Regions from separate parts of the Mus musculus genome. Here all the other regions are linked to region 1. The links are chromatin contacts, called in public HiChIP or PLAC-seq and promoter capture Hi-C maps. All regions are on one chromosome and are shown on one strand. Each heading gives the region's core, a stretch centred on a gene start, on an enhancer-like site or on the middle of the called end of the contact. The rest is flanking DNA. Distances are from core to core; before and after follow the strand shown. Region 1 holds the start of Hmga1 (high mobility group AT-hook 1). Region 2 holds the start of Zfp523 (zinc finger protein 523). Region 3 holds the start of Cuta (cutA divalent cation tolerance homolog). Region 4 holds the start of 1810013A23Rik (RIKEN cDNA 1810013A23 gene). Region 5 holds the start of Def6 (differentially expressed in FDCP 6). Region 6 holds the start of Fance (Fanconi anemia, complementation group E). Region 7 holds the start of Nkx2-5 (NK2 homeobox 5).

Region 1 (4,152 bases), core at 1,013-3,512:
CCCAACGACAGGAAAACATTTTGAAAACTTTTGATTTCTAAAACACTTAACGGTTTCCTAATTCTCAAGCATCAAGAGACCCCAGATGGTGCGGACTCTGCTCATTATTCTATTACGAGATTTCAAACTCGAGACTCCTTTAAACAGGGTGGCTGGGCCAGCTCCCATCATTAGCGGCTTGGTCTGTTCTCTAATTACAGGCTGTGATTAGAACCTTACATTACACCACAGGTGTCCTTCAAACCAAACATCAAAATTAATCAGCTAATGAGCACTGACCTCACACCGAGGTCTGCTGGAGGCCCTTCAGAGGGGGCTCTTGGGGGAAAGCCTGCCCCAATCCCAAAGACCTTGCATGCATCTAGCTTGCCTGGAGATCCTGGCCAGTCTCCCGGACACTGTTTTGCCACCTGGTGCCTCCCCAATTCTTGCCGTTAGGGACTCTAAACCACCTGCTCTCCCCAATGCCCCCACTGAATTAAGCTTAGAGTCTCTGTCCAGCGAGGCCAAGGAAAACCTCACCTCTTCCACCTGTTTCTGAGCATCAGGGAGGTCTGGCATGGCCAAGTCACATTTAGGAGTCCAAGCCCCATGTGTCTCTCTTGGGCCTCCAGCCTGTCTCTCACACGGGTGCACACGCTGTGGCTCCTCAACGTTTCAGTAACTATGCAAGAACTACCAGAGGAGTAACATCCCGGCAGGCCTATTGTTAAGGGTCTTAAAGGGTCCCCCTTTAAATATAGAGAGAAGACCCCTCAATAGCCCAAGGTCACACAGCAACTTGGTAAAATGGAGGTTCTTGCGGAATGCTTACAGACCGCCACTTTGTTTACTGAGAAGCAGGTTAAGACCCAGGCGCCCTCTACTCCAGAATGAGGATGCCTTCGCTGGCGTCCCAGCCTGGTGGTTGTAGGCCGGCGCTTCTAGGAGCTAGGACGAGGGGGAGGGGCGCAGAGCCCTTTAGGCGCGGGAAACGGCGCACCCCGACCACATGCACCGCCACGCGGGTGCGCCCGGCCCCACTTCCTGCCAGAGGGGGCACCCAAGCCCGCCTTGGGGGCAGGAAACCTGGTGCGAGTCGCAGGAAGAAAAAAACCCCTTCCTCTCTCCATGAAAACCAAAGCGGGGGGGGGGGCAGAAACGGGGAGTCGAAGGGACTAGTTCTAACAGAACCCAGCAAAGCAGAGGAACCAGTTTGTGGGGGCGGAGGGCAGGCCTGGCCCTGGAGGTTGAAGAGGCGCGGGGCAGGGCCAAAGGTGTGTGTGGGGGTGGGGGGTGAAACCCCGAAACCCAGGCCCTCGCGATCCGGCCTCGTCCACGCACAGTACTACTCTGGGAAAGGCGGAGGAGAGGCCAGAGAGGAATCTCGGGTCGCCGGGCCCCTCCCCCGCACTTCTAGAACTTCCCTGGCTGAGGGGGGCGCGCGCCCACCTCCCGCCGCTGCGCAGCGCGCGCCCCTCCCTGAGGCCGGGCTCGCCGAGCGCGAGGTGCACGGGCGCCGCTGGGTGCACAAGCGGCGCTCGTCGCAGTCGCGCGCCCCCTCCCCCTCCGCGCGCCGTTCCCCGGGGTCTCCGCACCCCACGGTCGCAACCCGGGCACCCTCAACCTGGGGACCGGAGGACGCGGCGCCCCGCGGACACCCACCCCGGCCCCGCCGCCTGCGAGCACAGTGCGGCCTCCCCTTTCCCGCGGCCCGCGCAAGCCCGGGGCCTGGGAATAAAGCGGGCAGCGCGCGCCGCAGGCCCCCCGGGCGCGCCGCGGACACTCACCGCGAGCTCCGCAGGCCGCCGGCGGGGCGCGCTCGGGGCTGCCGGGTGCGGCGTGGCTGGGCTCAGGGCACCGGCCTGGGCTCTGCCGCCACCGCCGCCGGTCGCAAATGCGGATCTGAAACCGGGAGAGGGCAGAGGCGCTGAGACCGCTGCGTGCGCGCCGCCCGGGCCCCCGCCGGGGATGTGTGTCACATCCGAGCTGGGGCGAGGGAACACTGACGGATCCCGCTCCCCTGGAGGATGGCGAGGGGCAGGAAGCTGGGCACGGCCCGTGCGCGGCCTCAATAAATAATAATGTGATTAGATTCTAGACCTACAGGAAAAAAAGAAGCCACCCGAGCGGCGGCGAACTCACGCCTTCTTGGAGCCGCGCCAACACCAGAAATAGCCCCGACTCGGAGTCCCAATTAGAGGAGCGCAGCCCCGGCTCAGGGGAGCTTAAAAAGAGCGACCCAGGGGCAGGGGGGACGGGCCCGCCCGCGCCAGCCGTGTCACCGGGGGGCGGGGCCATGCAAATGAGCCCGGGGATTTAAAAGGGCGGCCGCCCGCCAGCTGCCGCCGCCGCGCGCGGGTAGCTCGCCACTGTGCGCGCGGTTTCCGCGGGCACGCGCGCCGACGGCCCTCGTTTCTCACAGTTCCCGAGCAGCCTGGCGTTGGAGGAACCGGTGACGGCGGCCCTGCTGTTTAAGTGGGGACCCGGGGACACACCTACAGGAGCCCCCCCGTGGACTCCGGCCTCGCGGGGAGGCGCGCGCTGACGCCTGTGCCCTCGGACGTCCACGCGTACCCTAAGGAGCTTCTCGCGGCCCGGACGCCGCCCCCCCCCCCCAGCCCATGTCGAGGGCCTCTCCTTAATTCCCCTCTGCCACCAAGCAGGTGACGGCGTGTGCGTCTCCGGAGGCCTCCAGGCGCGTAAAAAACAAAGTCTTGTGAAACCCAAACGTGAAACTTGGCCAACGCCAACGGTTTAAATCTAGTAACGGCCGCCACCCAGGTGCAGGCTTCAAAGGAGCCGAGCGATTGGCCGCCTCGCCGGGACATCGCGGGGAGGAGCCACGGGTGGCCAGCTGCTTGGTGTTGAGGAAGCACGAGGTCCCTCTGGTGTGATTCCCCGCCCCCGTGACTTACGACTTAAGACAAGGGGCGCCTGGAAGCCCCTTGAGGGCAGGGGTTCGAGTTTCCCGCCTCTGGGCGCCTGGGTCAACAAAAGACTTGTTGCTGGGCCGGAGGAAGCCTAAGTGGGAAGATGGCGGGCGGTGGGGCGCGCCCTGCAGGCCGGGCGCGGGCCCTTGGACGCACCTCCCCACCTCGGTTCCCCGAGTCGGCCTTTCCACACCTCTCGTGATGCAGGGAATCGTAATTCGGGCCCAGTGACACACGACTGTGACTCATAACTCTGTTCCCCTTCCTCCGCGGTCAGCCCTCTCCTCGGGGGGCGCGCGGGCGGTGGAAGGGTACGCGGGGGCCCAGCGTGCGCCCGGCTGGAGGCGGGGTGGGAGCCTTGGGGAGGCGGGCCTCCCAGTTTCAGGAATGCCTCAGGAATGTTTCCGGTGGGGGGTGGGGAGCGCGGCGGGCCCGGCTACCCCCCACCCCCCACCCCCGGGCCGTAGGATGGCGCCCTGGGCGCAGGGCAGCACGTGCTCGGTGGGGGTGGGGCGCAGCGGTCAGGCGCGGGAGGCCACGGCAGGCCGCGGGTCCCGGACCAAGGTCCAGGTGACCCTCAGTTCCAGGGGTGCCCCTGGAGAAGGAGGAAGTCATGGAGGGGCGTTCCCAACGGGTGGAGGGGAGCCTAGGGCGCCGGGGCAGTCTGGGGGAGGAGCGGCTGCCCCTTTGTGTGCAACCGCCGTGGGGGCGGGGCGGGGTGGAAGCGCGCCGCGCCCTCCATCTTTGTGCCCCGCGAGCCGAGTTGGCTGGAGGGGCTCGAAGTTGCTGCGAGCTCTGGGGACCTTCGTAGCGAGGTGTGGCTGAGCAAGCTGCCAACTCCCACCAACGCCAGCCCACATCCTCCCATGGTACAGGTCATTGCCAGCAGCCTAGGCCACTAGGCCCTTGCTGTGGTGTTGAAGGGGGAGAGTTTGGGAATGGCCCCGCGGGCCCTTTTCCTCCGACGTAGTAGTGGCCCCTGGGCGGACACTGCCTCTGACCTGTGTGTACCAGAAAAGGATACCCTTCCTTCCTGGATGGGCTTTCGGAAAGCTTCGCCAATTGCTTGGCCCACTTCTAGTAAACTGGCTTGATCGTATTTTTCTGCTTCTTTTCATCCTGATATGCTCACCGGCCGGTTTTGTGTCTTGTGTTTTTGTAATCGACCCAAGACCCTCTCTAGAAGTAGGCAAACACAATAGTTTGTCTCCCTCCTGCCTTGCCCACTCCAGAAACAAAC
Region 2 (3,643 bases), core at 129-2,628, 620 kb before region 1:
GCCAAGCTCATGATGTCAACTCAGTGGGAAGCTCTGTGCTGCACGGCTTTACAAACTGATAGAGTCCAATTGAGGGGGCAGAGTGTAGACAATCACAGGAATGAAGAAATACTGTTCGGTAAAGCCAGTAGACCCAGGTTGGGAGTGGGGGTGGGAGGGTGAGGTTACAAGGACTACATTTCTGAGGCAGCGTAGAAAAAAGTTCGCTATTTTTGTCTTGACTAAGAATTGCAGAATTTTAATAGAAAGAAACATTGGGGAATCACCAAACTCAATCTCATCACAGTTCTGATCAGAAACTCAAGTCCACCGTAAGGAAAGGACCTCCACCAAGGTTTCCAAAGCTCAACATGATAGAATTTGAACTTGAACCACACACTCAATCTAGAATCCTTTCCTGCCTCAAATGATACTTCATTTCCATTTACTCTTGATCACCACAACGGTGGCATGGCAGTGGGCATAAGTTATGTATGTGCTGATTGACACTGGAGGCTGGGGGCGGGGGGGGGGGTTAAAGAGGGATGTCAGGAGGGTGAGATGATCATGGTGTTACGGGGCGAAGATCACGAGTTATGTGGATGAGTGGGTGGGAAACAGCCCGAGTCTGGTTTGCAGAAGCCAGGAGAGGACTAAGGGGTGCCCACAGAGGGTAGTCTAGGGGGTCACTAGGGACTACGGGCCTCTTGGAAGCCATGTAATGATTGTATCAGCACTGAGACTGGAGGGTCCAGAAGCAGGGCTGGGGTTAGCACTCAATGAATTGGGGGTCGCCTTGTGAGGTCTGGGGGTCAGGAGTGTGTGTATGGGGTCAAGGAGGAGGAGGAGGGCGGGGTTTGGGAGTCCTGGGGGAGGAGTCTCAGGGCGGGATGGAGGGGCAGGGACCCTGGGTGGGGGTGGGGCCAGGCCGCCGTCCAGGGAGGCCCAGCCGCCAGGCCAGGGACCGAGGAGGGTGGGCACGACGGGCTCCGGACCTTCCCGGGGCCCCGCGTTCGCCCAGCCTCCCGCCTCGGGGCACGGTGGACCCACTCTTCCCGCGGCCACCAACCTGACAGCCCCCGAGGGCGACTCCGCCGACAGACCACCATGCACCGGGCCCTGCCACCAGCGCCGGCCCCGCAACCCGCCTGCGCCATAGCCCGCCCGCGCGCGGCTTGCCTCGCGCGATATCCAGGTTCCAGGGCGGCCGCACTTCCCTCTCGCTCCCGGCGCGGCCTCCGCCGGGCCCCGGAACCCGGATGACCAGCGCGGGGCCACGCTCCAGCCCGCCCCCCTCCGCCGCGGCGGCCGGCCTGCTTATCCCGGTTCCCGGGCCCCGGAGCCCAGGCCGCCGAGTCTCCTCAGGCGAGCCTCGGAGCTCCGCCTCGCTCTTCTCTCCGCTGGCCGCCGGGTGACGCGGCCTCGCCAGCCCGGGCGCCCGGGGAGGGCGTGATGACGTCACGACGCCGGGTGGAAGCCGCGGTCGCCATAGCAACGGGGGAAAAAATCGAGCGGCGGTGGGCTGCTCGGGAGGAAGCCATTGCAGGTATCTCTAGGTGGTTCCTGCAGAGGACGGTGACCAGACGCCTGGAGGGGATGGGACTCCGAGGGACAGTCCTCCCAGCGCCCTGTGCAACGGCGCCCCAAGGGATGGCGTCCCGACAGTCATCTCTGCTGGATGGTCCTCCCCCTGGGACTTCACCCTAAGGGACGCTTCTCTCCCGCTCTGTCAGAAGGTGAACTGGGGCTCAGCACCCTGAGGGACTTAGGGACGGTCCTCCCTGTGGACAGTCTCCGTGAGAGATGGTCCTTCTGCATGGACTGCACCCCGAGGGACAATCCTTCCTGCACTTTGTGGGAAGATGCCCGAGGGGTGGGGGTGGGGGGACAGCATTATGAAGGATGGAGCCCTGACAGTCCTTCCTGCGGGACAATTCTCCCTGCAGTACTGGCTTTTCCCATATGCCCTGGGGAACGTGAGTGTTTATGAGGGATGGTGCACCCATCCTGTCCCCTGAGGAAGGGCCCTGACGTTCCCCTCTGCTCGACTCATCTTCCTGAGGGATGATTCTCTCTGAAGGAAGGTTCCCTGACAACACTTGCTTCCTTCTACTGCCTTCCCTGAGAAATGACACTCTGATGGTCGACCCCTGAGGGACAACGCCCCGAGAGTCTTCTCAGGTTCTTGGGCGTTCATTCATTCCTCCATCAGCTCCCCAAAACCAACAGGTCCCCTTGATAGGGTAGCAGTGTGAGGAACAAAACCAAGTGCCCCCTTTCTTCTCTGTTTTTCCATAGTTTTGTCCTTTTTTTGGACTCAAACTGTGGATCCCAAGGTGGCCTTGAACTTGTGATCCTCCTGCCTCATCTTTACACCTGACACCTAACTTTAAAAGTTCTTTTTATTATCTCTCTTCCAAGCAGGGAGGAATTGTGGTTCAGGATATTTTCAGAAATTGAGAGAAAATAAGCTTCCAATTAAAAATAAGAAGATGAAGGGGGAGGAGCCTTGGCACGGGCATGTTAACCCCGAGGTCCCAGTGTGGTACTGGAATTTCCACCTGGTGCCCTAGTATATACCCAGTTAGAGCCAGCTCTGCCATCCTAGCACGACACACATGGGATCTTTCCAGGGTTTTATAGCACGGATTATTGGTTAGAAATACAGCAAGAAAGCCAGACACGGTGGTGTACAACTGTAATCCCCTGCACTGGGGAGGTGAAACCAGGAGGGTCAAGAGTTCACCATCAGGGCTGGCAAGAGTTTGATCCTTGGAACCCATATGGTGGGAAAAGAGAACCTGTTTCCCCCAGTTGTCCTCTGAACTCCAAAGACACATGGTAGCATGCTTACACACACACACACACAGACAGTGCTTGCTTATATACACTCACAAATGCACACACATACTCAATGAAAAAGTTCAGGATCACTTTTAGTTTTCTGGTGAGTTGAAAATACTAGAATTCCGAGTGACCTGGATGTCTGCTCAGCGCCACCACCCTTTACCATATGGGCAGATAGCTCTTCCTTGCAGATGGTATTCGGTTCGTTTCCTCTCCATTACACAGAAACCATTTGTCTGAAGGAAGAGATAAAAGTTGTCATCCCACCACGTGGCCTTGGCTGGCCTGCATCTTAGTCTAGGTAGACCAGGCTGGCCTCAAACTCACACATCTGCCTGCCTCTCCCTCCCCAAGTGCTAGGATCAAAGGCGTGAGTCACTATACCCAGCCAAAGCAACGGTTCTAAAACATTCCAGGTCCGAAAGATTGGTGAGGAAGCTGTTGTGGAGTAGAATTTTATTCTCTTGGTACCAGGAATGAGATGCAAGGGCCCGGGCATGCTAGGCATGGCGCTCTGCTGCTGAGCTACGAGTAAAGATCAGAGGGGGGGATGTCGGATGACAGCTCTCCATTGCTGGGGTGCGGTGACCTTGGTGCTGGTTCTGCCTCCCTCGCAGGTCTGGAAACTCCTGCTTCTGCTTCTTTAATACTGGGATTAAAGACCTAAGCTGTCATGCTCAGCGAGGGGAAGTCTCCAACGTTGCTTTTAAACGTAGACAGAGACATGAATTTCCAGATATTAAAATCATTAGGAATAAGCTGAGCTGTGGGAGGGGGGAGCCAGGCCTGTCCGGCAGTGAGAAGAAGAGACCTTTGA
Region 3 (3,966 bases), core at 258-2,757, 620 kb after region 1:
CCCACCTCCATACTCAACAAATTGGGTCTCACAGATCCAAATCTAGAAGGAAAGAGACCTCTGAGCTCAGACCCCACCCCCTAAATTAAAGAAAGGAGTCAGGGACCAGAATATGAGACTCTAGTGTCAGCAAGGTTCTCCAGACCCATGTTAATCTTATTCGAACCCTGGACTTGTAGTTTGGGAGACCCAAAACAGAGACCTAGACCCAAAGAAAAAGATGAAGCCAATATTAGAAAGTGCCCCAGGCCAGAATTAAATTTTAGAATCTAGCTAGAGGTAAGAAACCCCACATTCGTATCTCAAAGAAACTGCAAACTTGGGGATGAAGGAGGAGACATTCGGCTGACCCAAAGATGAAGATGACCACATAGAGATCTAAAATACATTACATCTGAAAGATGTGAGTTAGTGACCGATTGCGAGGTTCAATTTCCTGAAACAACTCCCCAGGTAACCCAGACCCTAGGAAGGGCCCAAATATTGGACCCCCACCCCCACAGGACCCAAATATTGGACCCCCAACCCCTCACCTACACACACAAGGATCTCTGAGAACCCCCCCCCCAACTCAAGAAAATGCAGAAGCCTAACAGGAGCCACCCATGCCAAGGACCCCAGACCTTGGAGGGAGGGCTAATATTTGGGCGGCAGGGCCCTTTTTCCTGCTGTCTCCACCCTCTTCTCTGTCCTCTCACTGGTCCCCTCTCCATTTTTGGGTCACTGGATGTGTTTAGGCTCCAGGGAGGTTATGTAGGGCAGGTCCTGGTTCCTTGGGGGAATGGATGAAGGTAAGGAGACCCAAGACCGAGAGGTGGGCCAGTCCTGGGGAGAAGAGTCAGCAAGGGGGAAAGAACAGGGTCACACTCTGAACTCTAACTTGCAACTCTCATTTCTCCTCTCCACTCATTTGTCAGCCTCTGTCCGAAGCTTTGGGCTCTGGGTATCTTCCATCACCCACTAGCCCATTTACAGGTGTCACCCAGTGCTTTGAAAAGGTGTCTTTCCTCTCCCAGCCACGGCAGTGCCAGGTCTGAGCCTGCCTGATCACTGCCCCCTACCCAGGGACAGCTGGCTTCTCAGCTCGGTGCTAACGCAAGGGCGGTGGCGGGGGGTGGGGGGAACTGTCCCCACCCAAGGCTGCCTGTCAGCGCGGGGAGGGAGGGGGGCTGTTACTAGGCACACTCCGGAGCTCAGGACAACTCCCCGGCCCCAGCCTGACGCAGCGACAGCGCGGGTCGCCAGGTCTCACGTCACGTGGACCGCGAGGCCGGCCAGCAATTGGCCTCCGCTCGCTGCTCCTGAGGCGGCGCCGCCTGAAAGGACAGGCCTCATCACGTGACGGCGGGTCGCCGCAGCGGCGTTCCCCTGCCAGCAACCGGTTGAGGATTCACGGAAATGGGCGGGCCGCTGGGGCGCACGACCTCAGATAAAGCTGCCGATTGGTCGGAGGGCTCGACGCCACGCCCACTTAAGAGGGCGGGGCTACCGGGCCACTTGAGGGCCGGGATTGGCCAGGTCTGGAGACTCCGGGAAGGCAGGGCTGCTCCTGTCACGTGGTGCACACTGTTTTCGCGTCACGTGGCTACTGCAGGTAAGAGGCGGCCGCTCCGCCGGGGCTCGGGGTCCTTCGTCCGTGCAATGAGCGGCCATTGATTTCTTCTTTTCTCTACCAGCGCGGGCTGCATGAACTGGGGGCGGGCGCCCGGCGTCTTGCTCGGCGGAGGGGTGAGTCTGGCCCCGCCTTTTCCGGTCTCGAAGTCTCACCCAGCTTCTGCAGCGGAACAGAGGAGCTGTCCCAAGTTTCTTTTAAGTTTCAGGGACATTTTTTTTTTTCTTCCTGGTGCAGAAAAGGCAGCGCAGAGGCTTGGTGTCTGCCCCAGAAGGCAGCCCAGGTGCAATTTCCTGGGGCAGTTGTGGGGACACTGAATCCGCCCTCCCCCCTGCTCCAGGCCACTCTGCTCCTGTCGTTTCTTTGGATGCCAGCGCTACTGCCGGTGGCTTCCCGCCTTCTGTTGCTACCCCGAGCTCTGCTGTCAATGGCTTCTGGAAGCCCTCCGTCCCAGCCCCCTCCGGCCTCGGGCTCCGGCTACGTTCCAGGATCAGTCTCTGCAGCCTTTGTCACTTGTCCCAACGAAAAAGTCGCCAAGGAGATCGCCAGGTGGGGACCTCGGCCAGATGACCTAGAGAGAGCGTTGGGGTTAGGGGAAGGGTGCTGTTTCCGGGTCGTGCACACTCTGATCTCGCTTCACCCTCAGGGCAGTGGTAGAGAAGCGTCTGGCAGCCTGCGTCAACCTCATCCCGCAGATCACATCCATGTGAGTTGTCAGTTAGAAACGGAAATCTACCCGGAGGGGCTGAGAGCTTTTTCTGGGAGAAATCTTCCTTTCCCAAGACTTTGTTCCCTTCTTTCTCTGACCTCTTCAGCTATGAATGGAAAGGAAAGATCGAGGAAGATAGTGAGGTGCTGATGGTGAGAAAATTCCCCCCCTGCCTGGCTCCTTTGACAACTCTGGCCCTCTCCTGACACCAGTTCTCTACCCCGTTGGTTGAACTATGTCTGTCTTTGCCCTTTAGATGATTAAAACCCAAAGCTCCCTGGTCCCTGCTCTGACAGAGTTTGTTCGGTAAGAACTTTGAGATTTTCTTTTGGTGGTGGTGGTGGGGCTGGGGGATGAACCAGGCAGGGCCTTGAGTATTTCAGGCAAACACTCTGCCACTGAGTGAGAAGAAACCCCGCTCCCCGCCTCCCCTCCCCCAAGCGCTGAGGTGGACACTGTGTGGTGGAACTTACTGGGGAGTCCAGGGCTGGTGTCTTAGGGGGTGTATCTTTGGGTGTCCAAATAACCTCGCCCTATCACTTCGCAGATCTGTGCACCCTTATGAAGTGGCCGAAGTGATTGCACTGCCTGTGGAGCAGGGAAATCCCCCGTACCTGCACTGGGTGCACCAGGTCACAGAATCGGTTTCAAATTCTGGCACAGCCCTACCATGAGGAGCCCTGTTCCTGTTTTAATGCCCCCTGGCTTCCATGTGATGACCGAACCCCCAATAAATCCTCTCCTGCTCCTGATGCCTTTTCTCTGTGACATGGATGTGGTCGGGAAGATCGAGAGCGCCTCTTGTCAATCTTTCAAAATGACTCATGCCTACTAGGTTTATTTATCTTTATTACAGTCATACAGTCTGGAATCCTGGACCACCCAAACCCCCCCCCCCAATCTCTAATCCCAGGGGTTAAATAGTCTTAAAAAATTATCTCAAAAGCTGTAACAAAATAACATCAAAGGAAATGAGGGGGGGCATTAGGAGTCATGAAGGGGCAGAGAAGAGGACCTCTTCACTCCCCTGGATTCCAGCCTGGGCAGGAGGGAGAACCACTCCCCATCTCTCCAGGTACATCCCAGCTGTAGGTGAGGTCAGAGGTCAGGGCATGAAAGTGCCAGTGTGTGAATGGGGAGGGGAGCAGAAGCAGGCTGTCAGAAGATGCCCCCCCCTCCCCACTCAACTAGGTACTGCACAGAGCCGTCAGGCCGCACTCTTCGAGCAAGGACCCTCACAGGGTCCCCTCGGGACAGGTAGCTAACCCCACCTCGGACTCCTCCCCCAGTCCCCGGAGACAGACTACGGCACAAGGGAGAAGGGGGTGAATGTCTGGAAAAGCCTGGGGTCAGGGCTGGGACCGAGGAAGATGAGGCCGTCACTGAGTGGGGTGAACTTTTAGGGGTGTCTGTGGGGAAGCCAATGTGAAGTCCCAGAGGTGACCTGGAAGACAGAGGACAAACAGTGAGACCAGACAGGCCTGAGAGATGTGGGTGGGTGGCAGGAGGGCGGGCAGGACTGATGCTAGTCTGGGCTTCAGAGACTAAAGCCTGAAAGGAGGGAACTGGTGTCGACGGGATAGACTCACCTATCTGGGGGTTCACTGTCCCCAGAGGTCCCTGCAGTGCTGGCAGAAGGGTGGAA
Region 4 (3,858 bases), core at 1,273-3,772, 720 kb before region 1:
GGGGTTTGCCCTTGTGCTGTTTGCTAACCTGAGCTCAGGCAGCTCAACAACTTCATATCCCATCCCCCCTTGCTAGAGAGGTGGGAAGCCAGCGGGACAGAGGAGGAAGCTCTGGTGCCAGGCTCAGTAAAAGGCTCACCCCAGCTCCATCTTACCAAGCTGGGAACTCCTGGGCCACTGTTTGGCCTTTCTGTGGCTCAAGTTGCCCATCTGAGGCCAAGACTAATATCCACGAGCTCGGGATGGGAATTAGTTGTGAAAGACACTCGACAATTTTAAAGATGTATTTTTGTTGCTTTTGATGTGAGTGGGTATGTGTCCATGTATGCCAAAAGAAGGCATCAGGCTCCCAGGAGCTGGAGCAATGGGAGTTTGTAAGCTATCTGATGTGGGGTGCTGGGACTCGAACTTGGGTCCTCTGCAGGAGTAATAACTGACCTCAAGCTCTGAGCCATCGCTCCATCCCTATTTTAACTTTGATTTCTTGAAAGTCTCATGCTGGCTAGGCATAGTGGTGCACAACTGAAATCCTAGCACTTGGGAGGCTGTGGCAGGGGGATCTCTGTGAATTCAAGGCTAGCCTGGTCTGTATAGAGAGTTCCAGGCCAGCCAGAGTTACATGGTGAGAGCCAGTCTCGGAAAGAGGGAGCGAGGGAGAGAGGGAGAGAGGGAGAGAGAGGAGATTGACTCATATAGTCTCATGCAGCTCAGTCCAGCTTTGAATTCACCAAGGATAACACTGAACTCCTGATCCTCCTATCTCTGGCATTATGGACCTGCTGACATCACACGGGCATGCTGACATCACACAGGCATGCTGACATCACACAGGCATGCTGGTACTGAGTGAAGAAGTGAAGCTTGAAGCTCTGCCTATGAGGTGACTCAGTAGGTAGGGCATGACACATGGCACTTGCCATCAAGCCTGGTGGTGCCCTGAAGTGAGCCCACATGGTAGAAGGAGAGAACAGACTCTTTCCTACAAGCTGTGCTCTGACCATCATACATGGGCACAGGCACACACAGAGATAACAACAAACAAACAAACAAACAAACAAACAAATGTACATAAGTAAGAACTTTAAAGAAAAGCATCGGCTAAGCTCCCAGGAGCAGTTGAGGAGGGTGCTGACGTAAGGAAGCCTCAGGTCAGCCTCTGTTTGCTTCTGAGCACACACCTCCTGGGGCTTTCGAGTTCCAGATAAGGGCTGCTTCACTCAGCTCTGGAAAGCAGGAAGTCCCCAAGGCTTTCCTGGTCCCTGAGAAAAGGGACAAAGCGGTTGAGTGGAGAGGCAGCGGAGCAGATGGGCTCTCCCTGCCCTAGTAGAGCACTCTAGAGATGGGAGCCCAACCATGCCCTCCACAGATCTACCCGCTAGGATCCCCCAGATTCCCTTGGCAGCCTGCACGCTCACTCAGGAGGGGGTCTGCGGATGTGACAGAGAAATAACGCCGGAAGCAGGCTACAGGGGTGACACCTGCACACCACATTAACAGGACAGTACACCTCACACACTCAGGTCACACTGGGCTCCTTCACCTCACAAGCAAGGAACCGGCTCGACACAGAATGCCGAGGACACATGCCTCTGTGCACCAGATGTTACACTGGTGACAGGGACAACCTGTAAACACTGGTTCATTCAGGAGTGCTGAAATGCAGGCTCTGAGGTGGCCATGAGCCAGGGGAAGACATCCCAGCACTTTCCCCAGCCTGCACAGAGCAACCTGTTCCTTGCCAGGACTCTCCGGCCTTGGCCTCCAACTCATGAGCTTCCCGGGAGGCCGAAGAGGGAGGACAGCACAGAACAGGCACTCGGAACGCCCAGAGAGCTGACTGTCTTGGTGCTGTGGCAATAGGCAGAGGACAAGGTGGCCCAGACAGGAAAGACAACAAACTGATTCAGCCCTAGCCACCGACTTCTCAACAATAAATGCTCTGGAGGACACCGAGGAGTGCTAGGGACAGAGTCCTCTCTACTCACCCAGGGCTCAGGAGCGGCTTCCTTGAGGATGCGGATGCTGCAAACTGGATAGAGACAGGTCTGTGGGCTGGCTGTGGGCCGCCGCAGCAGAGGCCACTCAGCCAGTCCCGGGCCACTCGGCACTCAGCTGCCCAGCCCTCTTTTCTGGAGGCCTCTACCACAGTCTCCACCCAAATCCTGGGGCTACAGCAGGTGGTAGCTCCCCACCCACCATAACCTGCTTGGCAAGGCCTTCCGCACCTTTCCCCACTGAAGCTTCCTGCTTCTCTCTTCCCCAGGAGTCCAGATCGAGGCAGGGCCTTCCTTATCTACCTGGGATTCACAGGCCAGCTTGGGAACCCTAGGCACTGACCTTACCATGGCTCACAGTCTGCTCCTTACAGCCTGCACGTCCCCGAGGGAGTAGGTGGGGGTTGGAAGGGTGCCTGCAGGATACCTTGGACACAGCCTTCCCTCTAAAAGAGGCTGAGAGCAGGCAGGGGGCCTGCAGCTAGCCCAGCGGAGGGCCTGCTTTCTACCTGAGACTGCCAGGTGCACAGGGCGCTGGGAAACACAGGGTGTGGTGTCCTGGGAGCCCTGTACTGGAGTGACCTTAGTGCTGGCCAACCACATCAGAGGTAGGACTGGCACAGGGACAAGGCAAGACTGTCCCCAAACACAAGTAAGCTTGGCTCATGAGCAGAGTGGCCTGGCCTGGGAGCTCAATCTCACGCAGCCTCGGGTCCGGAAGTGCTGTTACAGTCATGCGAAGAGGCAGCAGGGTTGAGTGGTCCCAAACCCAGGAATACTGGTTCTGAAGGTTCATCACAAAACGCTTCTTTCTTTTTTTTTTTTTTTTTTTTTTTTTGGTTTTTTGAGACAGGGTTTCTCTGTGTAGTCCTGGCTGTCCTGGAGCTCACTTTGTAGACCAGGCTGGCCTCAAACTCAGAAATCCGCCTGCCTCTGCCTCCCAAGTGCTGGGATTAAAGGCGTGCACTACCACACCCGGCTCACAAAAAAAACGTTTCTTAACTGCCATTACTCATGACATGGGAGTGATGGTCGCCAGTGGCTCGCACACGCAGAGGTCAGTCCTTCCAGGCCTCTGCTGGTACTAAAGGCATGGCCTTTAGGTGCCTTCTATACAATGGGATTTCCATTCTATAGTCCTGGCTGGCTGGGAACCCACGATCTTTCCTGAACCTGCAGGTGGCAGGCCTCCTAGGGAAAGCAACCTCCCGCCTCTGAGACAAGGTTTCTCACAGGTCTGGAGGCTGGTGAGCAGGCTAGGCTGGCCGGTATGCCCCAGAGACCCATCTCTCTCCACCTCCCCGTGCTGCGCTCGCAGGTGCACAGCCAAGCTTTTAGTGCAGGCTCTGGAAATGGAACTTAGGCCTTCACACTTCATATCAGAAAATTAAATTAAAACGAGCGTGTGGGGCCCCGTGCCTGAAACGCCATTATCAGCACAGAGATATGGGAAGATCTGGAGCCTGAGACCCTCCTTTGTCTCAGGCATCAAAAAATGAAGGAAGCAGGAAAAGTCAGTTTTTTTTCTTTTAAAATTCATAAAGTGAAAACATTCCTTTAAAATTCTGTGTGAAAGACACAGAATAATTTATAAATTGAAGGGTTTCTGGAAATTTCTGTTCCTTGTTCCCAAATCCTGACAGCCAGGGACTGCTGGGAACCTGCAGTCCTTTAGGCCCTTTCTTATGTGGCTCCAGGGGCAGGCTCCCGCAGGCACGCACGCACAGCAGCCAGAGTCCTCCTCAGGTAGAGTCACTTCCTGGCCCGGCGTGGGTGCTGAGCATGTGTAAACACACTGACCCAGGCACCAACAGCTGTGTGAGGAGACCACACAGGAAGCAGAGCCTGCAGAAGAATGAACGCT
Region 5 (3,603 bases), core at 1,051-3,550, 650 kb before region 1:
CTGGAGTGTCGTGCTTCAACCTCAAGTCCTGGGATCACAGGTGTGCCACCACATCCAGGTGTGTCCCACCTGGGCTTTTCTCAGCCCAGCCCCTCCCCCTCCCCCTCTGGCCCCCCCCAGGATGCACCAGGCCAACCAAAGCAGCCCTCCATAAGCATTCGGAGGGGAGAAGAGGCAACTCAGACTCAGTGTGATCTGGGGTTGGGGGGGTTATACAGTTTCCTGCCTGTCCCCATCAGAGGCCACCAAGGCTGTGAACCATATTCTTAAAACCAGCTAAGCCCGAGCCCTCACCCCCTACATCCACAGGAGACTGGGTGTACCCTGCTAGCCTATCTCTGTCCTCTGCTTCTTCCTCCACCTTCTGACCACTTCTCCATTCCTCCTCTCTGACTCTCCCCACCTCCAGCAATGTCATTACTTCCCTCCCGGCCCAGCATCCACCACATTGGCCCAGGTTGGGGGGGGGGGACCCTTCCCTCACATGCAAGGGTCCTGACATTTCTGCCTCTCATTCACATGGCCCCAAAACTCTCAGTGTTAGTTTGAGAGTGGACAGGTTTCCTGTGAGGCAGATGTGAGTGACATTTACTGTTTCTGGCCAGAGATGTCACTACAAGAGGGCTCGATTCGAGCAGGGAGGAGCACAGTTTAAGGGTATATGCGCTCAGAGGTTCTTCCCCAGAAATTCCCAACCTGTGGGCATTGGGGAGTGGGAGTGGGGCAGGAAGGGGCTGGTCAGAAGCTAACGGGGGGGGGGGCTCTAATTGGGAGGCCTTTCTAACTGATGACACCAAGGGCTGCACACTATGCACACAAGGCACACAGAGAGCCTGGAGAGGGGTCAGAAGTCACAGAGATGGAACATAGTATCTTGGGAGCAAGAAGCCATGTGGTGGAGTACTAAAGAGACAGGGTTTGGGGGAAGGTGTGTGTGTGGGGGGGGGGGGCACAGTTTCTACAGGATTGGTGTCTGGATGACCTGTTTTTCTTTCTGGGCAGAACTCAACTCGGTGACGAGAGCTGGGCAGACATGGGAAGGGCTAACCTTGCCTCTCTAGGGAACCAGAGGTGGTACTGGACTCTCTTTCCTGGGGCAGTAGAACCTTAGTCATTAGATGCTCAGAAAGCCAGCTCAGCTGGGTAGATGGAGCTGGCTAGAGCTTCTAAGTTCATAGGACCCAGCTTCAGCAATGTCGGAGTTGAGACAGAGGTGGGCCATGCCTGTTCTGTGCCATCTGCCTCCCAGGGTTCCTATCATGGTTGTGAACAGTGGAAATTGTAAATACCCAGATCTTGAGGGGCGAGTGGGAGGCAGACACAGCCTCCTGTGGTGCTCCAGGTAAAGTATTTACAGAGAGTGACTGGATCCCTAGCAGGGTTGAGGCTACTCTGACACTTGGCCCAACACTCCCTGGCTCCAGCAGCCTAGACTTCTGCTGGTTTCTCCTACATTCTCCCCTGGGAAGAAGACACCTACCCAGGAAGGAGAGAGCTCCTTCCGCTCCTTGGAACTGTCCAGGCCTAATGGTTTTAAGATGATGGGGGTGAGTAGAGTGTGTGTGTGTGTGTGTGTGTGTGTGTGTGTGGTCACGGAAGAGGTTTTCTCAGACCCGGCTTCCCCGACACCCTCAGCCCGAGGTCTTATAAGATAAATCTCCCAACCTGTTCTGTTCCTGCGCTGATAGGTGGCCCACATTACCGCTTGCTTCAAGTCGCCAGCTTGCTTTGCAAATGGAGGAGGCTCTCAGAGCCAAGGGCAAGCACTAACTGTTTTTCTTCAAAGCCATGAGGAAGCCACAGGGAGGAGCAGGGTACGTGCCCAAGCATGACGCTGGGGAACCCACAAGGAGCCCGGGAAGGGGCCTGGCTACTCAATCTCGGAACCTCGTGATGCCACCTCTACTGTCTGTCCAGTCAGGGTACTTGGTTCTAGACAGTGGCTTCTGGTGGCATGAGCCCTCTGGGGAGCATCCACTGAGCTACGCTGCCTTTGTGGCCCCGTCAGCGCTCCACCCGGGGCCAGGGCTGCTGGATGGCAAGGTGTCTGCCAGTAGCAAAGGCTTCCGTGGCTGACTCTCTGGGGTGGGAGCTGGCACGTTGAGTCAGCCTCCCCTGAGCCCCAAGGATGCCACTCACCTTGAGTTGGGACTTGGAGACCTTGCCGCTCTTCTCCACGTCCAGTGCAGTGAAGGCGTACCAGATAGACTTGAGCAGCTCCTTGCGCAGGGCCATGGCTGAGGCGCCCGCCCCGGCCCAGGGGCGGCTCTGACACCAAGATCCGGTTTCAGGAAATGCAAACGGCTGCAGACCGCAGAGAGGCCCTGGTGCAGAGCGGAGCGAGAGCTCCACCTGCCTGTTCCCTCTTGCTTCCAGGGCCTAGCCAGCTGCTCTCGCCACGCTCTGCTTCCAGGGCTGACCCTCCCAGAGCTGGAGCCCTCCTTTGGGCCCTGGCTCCCTCAGCACAGATAGTCACTTTAGAAGCCTGCTTGCCTCAGGATCTTCCCAGGCTCCCAGTGGTAGCTCTAGAGAGAGGAAGCAGGCCCTTCCAGACTTGGAGGGACACAGGATCAGGAGTCAAGCTTACCAAGTGGAAGCGATTGGATGAGTTAGCCCCAACAGTCTACTCTTAGTACGTTCCTACCTCACAGAGCTGTGTGGGTGCCTGAGACTGGACAGAAAGAAAACTGTAGGCCCTGTAGGCCCGGGACAGGATATTTCTTTAGAGCCACCCAGCAGAAGCTCAGTGCAGAGTTCTACCCAAGCAAAAGCAACCCAGCGGAGGAAGGACAGAGCCAGCTGCTTCTCCGCTTCTCCACGACAGGGTGCCTTGGCAGTTTGGTTTGCTGTTTCCCCCTCCCCGGGCCTTGGCTCTAAAAGAAACTTCAGAATACTGCCCACTTTGTACTTGATGGCTTTCAAGACACCAGAGCCTGTATTTAGGCACACAGGGTGACCTTGACAGTGGGGCTCACGTCAGAAATCCAGTCAGGGGCAGGGCAGGCCATGGGCAGAGCCCTCTTCAGCAGCCTCCACTTCTTCAGATGCAATGCCCACACAGATCATGGTGGCCATTAAATTTCAATGAAGTCAGTGGAAGCTAATTCTGGAGTTGTGCTCCACCCATCCACCTACTCACTCACAGGGGCATATACCCAGCCCCTCCACTTGCTCCTCACTTGGAGTTCTAAAACCTTGGGATGAGTTTGAGACCACCTAGGCTATGAAGAACAGTTCTGTCTCAAAAACAAACTATAAAAAAGCCCAGAAGGGGGGAGGGAGGAAGGGAGGGGAGAGAGAGAGAGGAAGAGAGAGAGAGAGAGGAAGAAGGAGGAGGAGGAGGAAGAGGAGGAAGAAGAAGAGGAGGAGAGGGGGAAGAGGAAGAGAGGAGGAGGAAGAGGAGGAGGAAGAAGAGGAGGAGGAGAGGAAGAGGAGGAGGAGGAGAGAAAAGATCCCAGCTGAGCAACAGCAAATGAGGGCTTCCTTAGGTGTCCCAGGAGAGGATAATCTTATGCACTTGGTCCCTGATTTCCTGGCTCTGTCAGCAGGAAGGGGCTGGGGGCTCATGAGAGCATCATACAGAGAGATGACGAGGAGGGAGGG
Region 6 (4,138 bases), core at 932-3,431, 760 kb before region 1:
GAGCTGCAGCACAGAGCGGAGTCCGCTTTCAGGTAAGGATGGTAGGAGAGCCAGCAGCAGGGACAGCAGGTTCTTCTGGCAGACCCCAGGCAGCCGGAGCAACAGTGGGACCCTAAGAACAAAAGATTTTTGTTTTCTGAGTTGGGGGGCAGCGGGGGAAGGCTCACTATGTAATCCAGGCTGGTCTTAACCCCTCAAACCTCCTGCCTTAGTACCCTAAGTGCTGATCACAGGCATGTACCACCATACTGGTTGGGGCATACTGGCTCTGGAGTTGAACACTGTGGCAGGCAACAGGCAGGGACTGGATGGCAGGACCTTCGAGAGCTGCCTAGGGTAGGTGGCCAGGTCTGGTGGCACATACCTTTAATCCCAGCACTTGCAAAGCTAAGGTAGACAGATCTCTATGAGTTTGAGGCCAGTCAGAGCTAAACAATGAGACTCTGTCTCCAAAACAAAACAAGCAGGGGTCGCTGAGGATGGAGGGGTCAGGGACCCCTGACATGCACGGGCCCTGTTCTTAGATCCCTGCATCAGAAAGGGCTTCACAGAGCAAGTGAGCCAGGAAGCAGAAAGAAAGAACCCCATAACAACCCTTAATCCCACCCTTTACTGCTCCTAAGGGGCCGGCTGCTGCAAACAGCTGGCATATCCTCTCTCAACCCTGGCCTCCAGAGCTTCCCAGGGTCCCATGACTTTAGCTCTCTAGGATTCTACTGAGGTAGCCAGTGTGACCTGAACCAAGTGACCATGTCTTCAAGCCTCCCCCTGTGTCAGGGCCATTATCACACCAAGGTGCCTGTCATGTGAGGATAATAGAGAAATATATATTGGAAATATAGGAAATATATATAATATAGAGAAATATATATAGAAAATATAGGAGATATATATGTGTATATATACATATACATACATACATACATATATACATATATACATACACACACACACACACACACACACACATATATATATATATATATATATATATATATATATATATATATATCCTTTATTGTGATAGGGTTTCTCTGTGTAGCCCTCGCTATCCTGGAACTCGCTCTGTATACCATGCTGGCCTCAAACTCACAAGAGATCTGTCAGTCTCTAGTTTTCTTGGCCTGTGCAGTCTTGGTTTCCAACTTGAAGCAATCCTCCTGTCTCAGCTTCCTGACCGCTGAAACCAGACCCTACACTGTATGACCTGTATTTTTGTTTTTCGAGACAGGGTTTCTCTGTATAGCCCTGGCTGTCCTGGAACTCAGAAATCCGCCTCCCTCTGCCTCCCGAGCGCTGCGATTAAAGGCATGTGCCCCCACGCCCGGCATGACCTGTATTTTTAACACAGGTGTCCACTTGACAAGAACATCTGTATTAGAGATACATTATTTGTGTTTTGGCAGAGTCTATGTTGTCCTGGGTGGTCTTGAACTTAAAGATCCTCATGCCTCTGCCTACTGGGTAGTGCTATTACCAGCGTGCACCACCACACCCCGCCTTTTATTCTTCTTAGGACAGAGTCTCACTCTGTTGCCCTGGAACTCAAGAGACATATGCTCGCCTCTGCCTCCAAATGCTGGAGTTAAAGCCATGCACCAGCAGCTCAGCAACTGGAGATGGAAGCAAAGCAAACAAACTCAGTCTGCACTTAGAATTCTGCCTGACAAAATGCGTGTCTCAGCCCAGTGCTGGCACGCGCACTTGTAATCCTGTCACCGAGGACATGGCTGCCGGAGTTCCAGGCTAACTTAGGCTAGATGGAACCCTGCCTCAACTACACAAATAAGCAGGGGGGAGGCGGCGGGGGCCACGGGCGGGGACTCACAGCTCTAGGCGGCCGTCGGGGCCCCGCACCTCGGGCTCTAAGTGGCCCAGCGCCTCCAGGAAGCCATCCCAAGGGAAGTGCTCCGCGCGGCGGCCGAGGGCGCGCAGAACCCCTAGCCCGCGCCGCGCACCCTCAGGCCCTGCCTGTAGCGCCTGAAGCAGGAGGCGGGCAGGGGCCTCCAGGCTCGCCCAGGGCGCCGCTCCGGCCGAGGCTACGGAGTCCGACCCCGGCGTCGCCAGCGCAGAGCGGACGCGGGGCGGCGGCTAGGACACGCGGGATCGGAGCGCCACTCCAGCCGCGCAAAGCTCCCGAAGCCAAGGAAAGCCGGAGCACCCTGTAGAGCCTGAAGGGGCGGGATCTAGCGATCGGGGCGGGGCCGGAAGGGACGTGATCATCGGGAGGGGGCGGGACCATCAACTAACCAGACCTGTAAGAGAGCGTCCAGGAGAGGGGCGGAGCGGGGACGGAGCGAGGGCATCAGGAAGCAACTTAACTCCCTGCATAGTACGAGAAGCCCGCGAAGGGGCGGGGCCGGTTCCTGCGTCTGGAGCCAATCTGATCCGCGCTTGATGGAGCGGCTGTACTATACTGCTGCCTAATCTTAGTCCTTCTCCACGTCTTTTTAAAATGTTTCTTTTCAAAAATTATTTTATGCCGGGCGTGGTGGCGCACGCCTTTAATCCCAGCACTCGGGAGGCAGAGGCAGGCGGATTTCTGAGTTCGAGGCCAGCCTGGTCTACAGAGTGAGTTCCAGGACAGCCAGGGCTATACAGAGAAACCCTGTCTCGAGAAAAAAAAAAAAAGCAAAAATTATTTTATGCGTATGGGTGATTTGCTTGTATATATGTAAATGCACTATGTCTAGTGCCCGCGGAGGCCAGAAGAGGGCGTGGGATGTCCTGGGACTGGAGTTAGCGGCTGTAAATTTACATGTGGGGTCCTCTGCAAGAGCAGCTAATACTCTTAACCGCTGAGCCATCATCCCTCCAACTCTGTTTCCATTTTGCCTTTTCTGTGTGTGTGTGTGTGTGTGTGTGTGTGTGTGCCTGTGTGTATATATATGTATGTGGGCCAAATGTGTGCAGGAGACCTGGAAGGTCAGAAGAGAAAATCAAAATCTTTGAAACTTGAGTTATAGGCAGTTAAGACTGCACGCGCATGCTGAGAAACCCCAGTCTTTACGAATACAATTAGCACTCTTAACCACTAAGCCATCTCTCTAGTTCCTATCCTTTTACATTTCTATTTTTACTCATGTGTATGGGGCGTATGTGTATGTGTAGCTGGGAAATATCTCTATGTGTATATAGTATGTATGTGTTCTGAACCTTAGTCCTCTGTGAGACAGCAATATGGCCTCTTAACTGATAAGACATCTCCCCAGCCACAAATTATCAAATATTTTGACCGTGACAGTTACTTTCAGGAAGAAAAAAAAAAAAAAGGAGATAAATTGAGATGCCTTATAATAGGATGACCAGGCAAAATGAACCCAATAAGGTCCAGGTCAGGGAGTCTGTAGGGAGGTTGCTACAGGAAGAGAAGAAACAGGGCAACGGCCCTGGAGCTGCAGGGTGGCTGAAGAGGAGATCAGAGAGGCTACCAGGCTTGAGGTCACACAGAGGACATTGGCTTTCTACTCTATCATGGGAACCCATGGCAGCATTTTTGAGCTGATTTTGATCTAAGCCAAACTATTTATTTCAAAAGAATTAGTTGGAAAAGGTGAGGTCTTTACTGCTTCACAAAGTGGGAGAAAAGGCAAAAAGACAAAAAAAAAAAAAAGAAAAAAAAGAAAGAAAGAAAAAAAGAAAGGAAGGAAGAAAGAAAGAAAAAGAAAATGCCTTCTTCTAGTAACCTCCTTTCTCGGTGTTCCACAGAGGAACTGTGGCAGATGTGGGCCCTAAGAAGTACAGCTGGGACCTCCCCCAAGCCTCAACCAGGACCTCACTGCCTAAGGCTTCGCATTTGAGTCATCTGGGTAGAAGTGGGGCAGAGTTCTAAACCTGGTTTAGGTTTCCACATTCAGAGAAGTCCAGGACAATATCCTCACCCCCTGAGGAATGTACAGTGCAGTCCCCCAGAAGTCAAGGAAAGCAGATGGTCCCTGGGGACAGGGCCTAAAAACGAACAGTCTTCAGACAGCATGGGACAGCTCAGTTATAGCTTATTGTTTTTTTCTACCAAAATCCTTCTACAAAACAGTAAAGTTTAAAAAAAATATCAAAGACTTGTAAAGAGCCTTTCTTCACTGTGGTCCTCTCCTCATCCCGACACCCACGCATCCTCCTCCTCCCCCACCCCAGGCTG
Region 7 (4,059 bases), core at 214-2,713, 720 kb after region 1:
CAACCCAAGGCCTTGGGAGTTTGGGTTTGAGGAAAAGCAGGAAGGAACACAAATCAGGCCTTTGCTGGCTTCACTATGGCCCAGATGGTTGCCAGCGCCCAATGGCCCACACTGCCCTGCCAGGAGGGACAGTTCACACTCTGCACTCACAAAAGTTTTGATCTCTGGACTTTGGGTTCATGACTTAAGAGTGACTTGTTTAGCTAACCTTTGACCCTACACTCACACTCCGTTTCTATTCCAAAAGCCTCTCCTCTGGTGGCCAACTCGTCCTTCATATCTGTGTGCCTTCTGACTCACAGATCTGTTCACTCTGGGAATCCTTATATCCGAAAACAGGTGATGGACCCTCACCACATGAATTTTCAAGGGCACATCCCCTTTGCAAATCGGTGTGGTGAGCCCAAGCTCTCCCAGAGGTTAGCCTTACCATATACCTTCGGTGGGGGAGGTTTTGCCTGGAATCGATGTGCCTTCTCTTTTTGAGATTACAGCAGGAAAAAGTCCCACTCTGTTGGGTCTGGGAGGGCCCAAGTGTTCCTTAGATCCAGACAGTTGTCTTAGTACAGAACCTGGGTTCCTTAAACCCTGACAGTTTTCAGACAGAAGCAGCACTGGACTGAAAATGTCCCTCCACCTGCCTGATCTGTCCTCTGCCCCGTGGAGTAGAAGCCCAGGAAGGCCCTGGAGGATCGGGCTAGAAAGGGTCTGGGACTTTTGTGGTGGCCTAGGAGGGTGAAAAATGAAGCAGCTTGGGCTTCAGGAGAATCCAGGCAGACAACCCAGAAGGCAGCTCTCCTCCAGGAAGAGTCAATTCCCCAACAATGCTTCCTTCTCTCTGGAGAGGTGCCTGGCCCCACCGCTTAGTCTGAAGCAGGTGGCCACTCCCACCCCACAATTAGCCACTTCACCTTTCCATTCAGCTCAGAACCCCTTGGGGCCCCTCTGGGTTCCTGGGTTGAATTTGGTCCTGTAGGTCAAATTAACTACCGCTCCCCAATCCAATTCTTAAACTCATGTGTTAAACTCAGTGTTCGTCCCAGAACAACTGTCTTCTCTGTGATTCTCTTTCTATGCAGGCTACTCTTAGGCAGACTTCAGTAAACAATATTGTAGTCATAGTCTTGATCCCTGAAAATAACCCCCCTCTTCTGGCTTTCAATCCATCCTCACCAGCCCATTTAGTGATACAGGACACAGTGCAAAGAATATTTATTCAAATCCTCGACCCACCCCCAACCCTGCGTTTAGACTCAGCATAACAGAATCAGGTATTTTCTTTGAGTGTGTCTGGCTGGGATTTTCAGGCTAACGAGGAGCAATCTCCTTGCAGGAGTGGGAGACTATCCCAAATGTGTCGCGGCCCCTTTAAAAAAAGCTGAGCAGGATTTTTTTTTCCCATCCCTATGTCTATATTAGGTGACGCAGAACTGCCCGTCGCTCCTGTCATCCAGGCCCCTGGCCCAATGGCAGGCTGAATCCCCCCTACTCCAGCCTGCTCCCGCCTCTTCTGCCCCTGGTGCTCCGCGCTACCTGCTGCCGCGCGCCACATCCAGGGCAGAGAGGCGGGTGCGCGGGCGGGCGGCGGGCACCATGCGGGGAGGCTGTCCCCAGGGGTGGGCAGCACCACTCTCTGCTACCCACCTGGCGCTGTGAAACCTGCGTCGCCACCATGTTCCCCAGCCCTGCGCTCACACCCACGCCTTTCTCAGTCAAAGACATCCTGAACCTGGAGCAGCAGCAGCGTAGCCTGGCGTCTGGGGACCTGTCTGCGCGCCTCGAGGCCACCCTGGCCCCTGCCTCCTGCATGCTGGCCGCCTTCAAGCCCGAGGCCTACTCTGGCCCCGAGGCGGCAGCGTCCGGCCTGGCAGAGCTGCGCGCGGAGATGGGCCCCGCGCCTTCGCCCCCCAAGTGCTCTCCTGCTTTCCCAGCCGCCCCCACATTTTACCCGGGAGCCTACGGTGACCCTGACCCAGCCAAAGACCCTCGGGCGGATAAAAAAGGTAAGGAGAACCTCAAGCTCTTCCCTTCTGGAATCGCTTTCATGTCCAAAACCCTGAGCCAAGAAACCCAGGCCTGACAGTAGCTCAGTCCGGGGTGAAGGCTGGGCGCGGGGAGTTTGGAGTATAAGATTCCAGGCTGTCCCGCAGTCAGTCCGAAGTTTAGAGGGAACGCCGAATTTAGAGGGTCAGGAAAAAAGAAGGGAGAGAGAGAGAGGGAGAGAGTGAGAGAGTGAGAGTGAGAGAGAGAGAGAGAGAGAGAGAGAAGATTAAAATGTTGTTTTCGGCCTACAAAACCCCAGTAGGTTAGGGCCTTGTTCTTGGATCTGTTACAAAGTTAAGCTATCTAACAATCCGCGTTAGAACAAATCTTCGTACTGGAGAGTTAAAATCTCTTCCAGATTTGGGGGTACTTTGAGACACTGAGAACTGCTAAACCGAAAGCTTAGCCCCGTGTATCCTGGGCCTTGTGTAGCCCACCCTGCCTTTCTGGGCCTTGCCTCCTTTGTGCCAAAAGAGAGGAGTCTGGGGACCGGGTTGTGATTTTGAGATGCGATGCTGCGGATCCCAGGAGCTGGGGTTGGCTTTGTTTTTCTAGTACAATCTCCAGGCAGGATCAGGCAGAAATTCCTTTCTGGGAACTGTTGGGAAATACGGAACGAATAAAGACACTGAGAAGTGAAGAGCAGGCTTCCGAAGGTGGCCGAATACCAAATATCTCAGAGTAGGGAGAGGGGCTCCTGGCCAGCTCACAGAAGGAGCAGGGAAGTCCCAGGCCCAGATCCTGTGCTGAGTAAAGCCAGAGAGGCCCAATGGTTTCTGCGAGTTAGAGGACGTTCCTAGGTTTTCCCTGGGAGCAGAGAGAAGGTCCAGGAACATTGGAGAAGGACTGGAGGAGGATTAGAACTTATTGCTACCAACCGGAATCCCGCAGGGCTGGTGTAGAGGCCTCTGTCCTCCTCCGGGTACTGGGAAGTCCAGAAGCCATGCCAACATCAGCTGACCACCCGAGGGACAAACCGGAGTATTCCTAATGTAATTCACTCCGAGCATCCTCATGACTTTATTTTCTTTGCAGCCAGAAAAGCTAAAGCTAAATCCCAGACTGTTAAGAGAACGCTAACTATCCGGGGAAGAGGTCTGGGATAGGGCGCCCGAGATTTCTCTTGTTTTGTTTTGTCCAAGCCACTTAGGCATTTCCCAGATGCGCAATTGCGCCAACATCGAACCGAGCGAGCCCGTGCACTCGGCGATTAGCTTAAGCGGAGCTGGGTGTCCGGCATAGGACCAGAGTGATACTCCCTGCCACCCCTACAAGGGCCCTGAGGTCCCCGGCCCGCCGCTCTAACCCGCCACCTCTCTGCCTCTCTTCCCCTTCAGAGCTGTGCGCGCTGCAGAAGGCAGTGGAGCTGGACAAAGCCGAGACGGATGGCGCCGAGAGACCACGCGCACGGCGGCGACGGAAGCCACGCGTGCTCTTCTCGCAGGCGCAGGTCTACGAGCTGGAGCGGCGCTTCAAGCAACAGCGGTACCTGTCGGCGCCAGAGCGCGACCAGCTGGCCAGCGTGCTGAAGCTCACGTCCACGCAGGTCAAGATCTGGTTCCAGAACCGTCGCTACAAGTGCAAGCGACAGCGGCAGGACCAGACTCTGGAGCTTCTGGGGCCGCCGCCGCCGCCCGCGCGCAGGATCGCGGTGCCCGTGCTGGTGCGCGACGGGAAGCCCTGCCTGGGGGACCCCGCGGCCTACGCTCCCGCCTACGGCGTGGGTCTCAATGCCTATGGCTACAACGCCTACCCCTACCCCAGCTACGGCGGCGCGGCCTGCAGTCCCGGCTACAGCTGCGCCGCCTACCCCGCTGCGCCCCCCGCCGCGCAGCCCCCCGCCGCCTCCGCCAACAGCAACTTCGTGAACTTTGGCGTCGGGGACTTGAACACCGTGCAGAGTCCCGGGATGCCGCAGGGCAATTCGGGCGTCTCCACGCTGCACGGCATCCGAGCCTGGTAGGGAAAGAGCCCGTTTGGGGCGCCCCGGAACGACTCCCACCTTTAGGAGAAGGG

What was found. Promoter capture Hi-C pulls out the DNA fragments that hold promoters and counts their contacts. HiChIP or PLAC-seq counts read pairs in DNA pulled down with a chosen protein or histone mark.
Region 2: a promoter capture Hi-C map of pre-B cells shows a contact between it and region 1, with 4 times the contacts expected there. The contact joins the promoter of Zfp523 here to the promoter of Hmga1 in region 1. A contact is called at or near these places in 13 of 39 promoter capture datasets (the 3T3-L1 cell line, 3T3-L1-derived adipocytes, the HPC-7 cell line and 9 more), 9 of 484 Hi-C or Micro-C datasets (B cells, the G1E-ER4 cell line, the HPC-7 cell line and 5 more), 12 of 115 datasets of contacts at active chromatin or transcription factors (T-cell acute lymphoblastic leukemia, bone marrow-derived macrophages, embryonic basal ganglia and 6 more) and 2 of 9 other capture datasets (embryonic stem cells and liver).
Region 3: a contact with region 1 is called in a promoter capture Hi-C map of pre-B cells, with 3 times the contacts expected there. The contact joins the promoter of Cuta here to the promoter of Hmga1 in region 1. A contact is called at or near these places in 20 of 39 promoter capture datasets (the 3T3-L1 cell line, 3T3-L1-derived adipocytes, the C10 cell line and 14 more), 5 of 484 Hi-C or Micro-C datasets (CD4 T cells, the G1E-ER4 cell line, cortical neurons and 1 more), 15 of 115 datasets of contacts at active chromatin or transcription factors (T-cell acute lymphoblastic leukemia, VIP interneurons, acute myeloid leukemia and 10 more) and 1 of 9 other capture datasets (adipose tissue).
Region 4: a contact with region 1 is called in a promoter capture Hi-C map of liver, with 2.7 times the contacts expected there. The contact joins the promoter of 1810013A23Rik here to the promoter of Hmga1 in region 1. A contact is called at or near these places in 3 of 39 promoter capture datasets (embryonic stem cells, liver and stem cell-derived epiblast-like cells) and 2 of 115 datasets of contacts at active chromatin or transcription factors (bone marrow-derived macrophages and pancreatic cancer cells).
Region 5: a promoter capture Hi-C map of pre-B cells shows a contact between it and region 1, with 3 times the contacts expected there. The contact joins the promoter of Def6 here to the promoter of Hmga1 in region 1. A contact is called at or near these places in 3 of 39 promoter capture datasets (the C10 cell line, pre-B cells and stem cell-derived epiblast-like cells), 1 of 484 Hi-C or Micro-C datasets (CD8 T cells) and 5 of 115 datasets of contacts at active chromatin or transcription factors (bone marrow-derived macrophages, large pre-B cells, memory CD8 T cells and 2 more).
Region 6: a contact with region 1 is called in an H3K4me3 HiChIP or PLAC-seq map of pro-B cells, with 2.6 times the contacts expected there. The contact joins the promoter of Fance here to the promoter of Hmga1 in region 1. A contact is called at or near these places in 3 of 39 promoter capture datasets (hippocampal neurons, pre-B cells and stem cell-derived epiblast-like cells) and 4 of 115 datasets of contacts at active chromatin or transcription factors (bone marrow-derived macrophages, embryonic stem cells, epiblast stem cells and 1 more).
Region 7: a contact with region 1 is called in an H3K27ac HiChIP or PLAC-seq map of cardiomyocytes, with 2.6 times the contacts expected there. The contact joins the promoter of Nkx2-5 here to the promoter of Hmga1 in region 1. A contact is called at or near these places in 2 of 39 promoter capture datasets (hippocampal neurons and liver), 1 of 484 Hi-C or Micro-C datasets (embryonic stem cells) and 2 of 115 datasets of contacts at active chromatin or transcription factors (bone marrow-derived macrophages and cardiomyocytes).

The regions. Positions count from the first base shown.
Region 1 is chr17:27,554,684-27,558,835 of GRCm38.p6, reverse strand. It overlaps Hmga1 (high mobility group AT-hook 1), which reads right to left and starts at 2,262. Exons shown (of 5, transcript NM_001025427.3): 1 at 2,125-2,262.
Region 2 is chr17:28,174,931-28,178,573 of GRCm38.p6, reverse strand. Zfp523 (zinc finger protein 523) reads right to left here and starts at 1,378. Exons shown (of 14, transcript NM_001357995.1): 1 at 1,049-1,378.
Region 3 is chr17:26,937,079-26,941,044 of GRCm38.p6, reverse strand. It overlaps Cuta (cutA divalent cation tolerance homolog), which reads left to right and starts at 1,507. Exons shown (of 7, transcript NM_026307.3): 1 at 1,507-1,594; 2 at 1,677-1,728; 3 at 1,953-2,161; 4 at 2,259-2,318; 5 at 2,428-2,473; 6 at 2,578-2,627; 7 at 2,869-3,073. The coding sequence starts at 1,687. The coding sequence ends at 2,995. Phf1 (PHD finger protein 1) reads right to left here. Exons shown (of 15, transcript NM_009343.3): 14 at 3,911-3,966; 15 at 3,137-3,765. The coding sequence ends at 3,480.
Region 4 is chr17:28,270,372-28,274,229 of GRCm38.p6, reverse strand. 1810013A23Rik (RIKEN cDNA 1810013A23 gene) reads right to left here and starts at 2,522. Exons shown (of 3, transcript NR_045427.1): 1 at 2,343-2,522; 2 at 1,986-2,029; 3 at 1,067-1,259. The region is part of intron 2 of Ppard (peroxisome proliferator activator receptor delta); the gene reads right to left.
Region 5 is chr17:28,206,475-28,210,077 of GRCm38.p6, reverse strand. It overlaps Def6 (differentially expressed in FDCP 6), which reads right to left and starts at 2,300. Exons shown (of 11, transcript NM_027185.3): 1 at 2,140-2,300. The coding sequence starts at 2,235.
Region 6 is chr17:28,311,573-28,315,710 of GRCm38.p6, reverse strand. It overlaps Fance (Fanconi anemia, complementation group E), which reads right to left and starts at 2,181. Exons shown (of 10, transcript NM_001163819.1): 1 at 1,829-2,181; 2 at 1-112. The coding sequence starts at 2,067.
Region 7 is chr17:26,838,969-26,843,027 of GRCm38.p6, reverse strand. It overlaps Nkx2-5 (NK2 homeobox 5), which reads left to right and starts at 1,463. Exons shown (of 2, transcript NM_008700.2): 1 at 1,463-2,003; 2 at 3,381-4,059. The coding sequence starts at 1,673. The coding sequence ends at 4,006.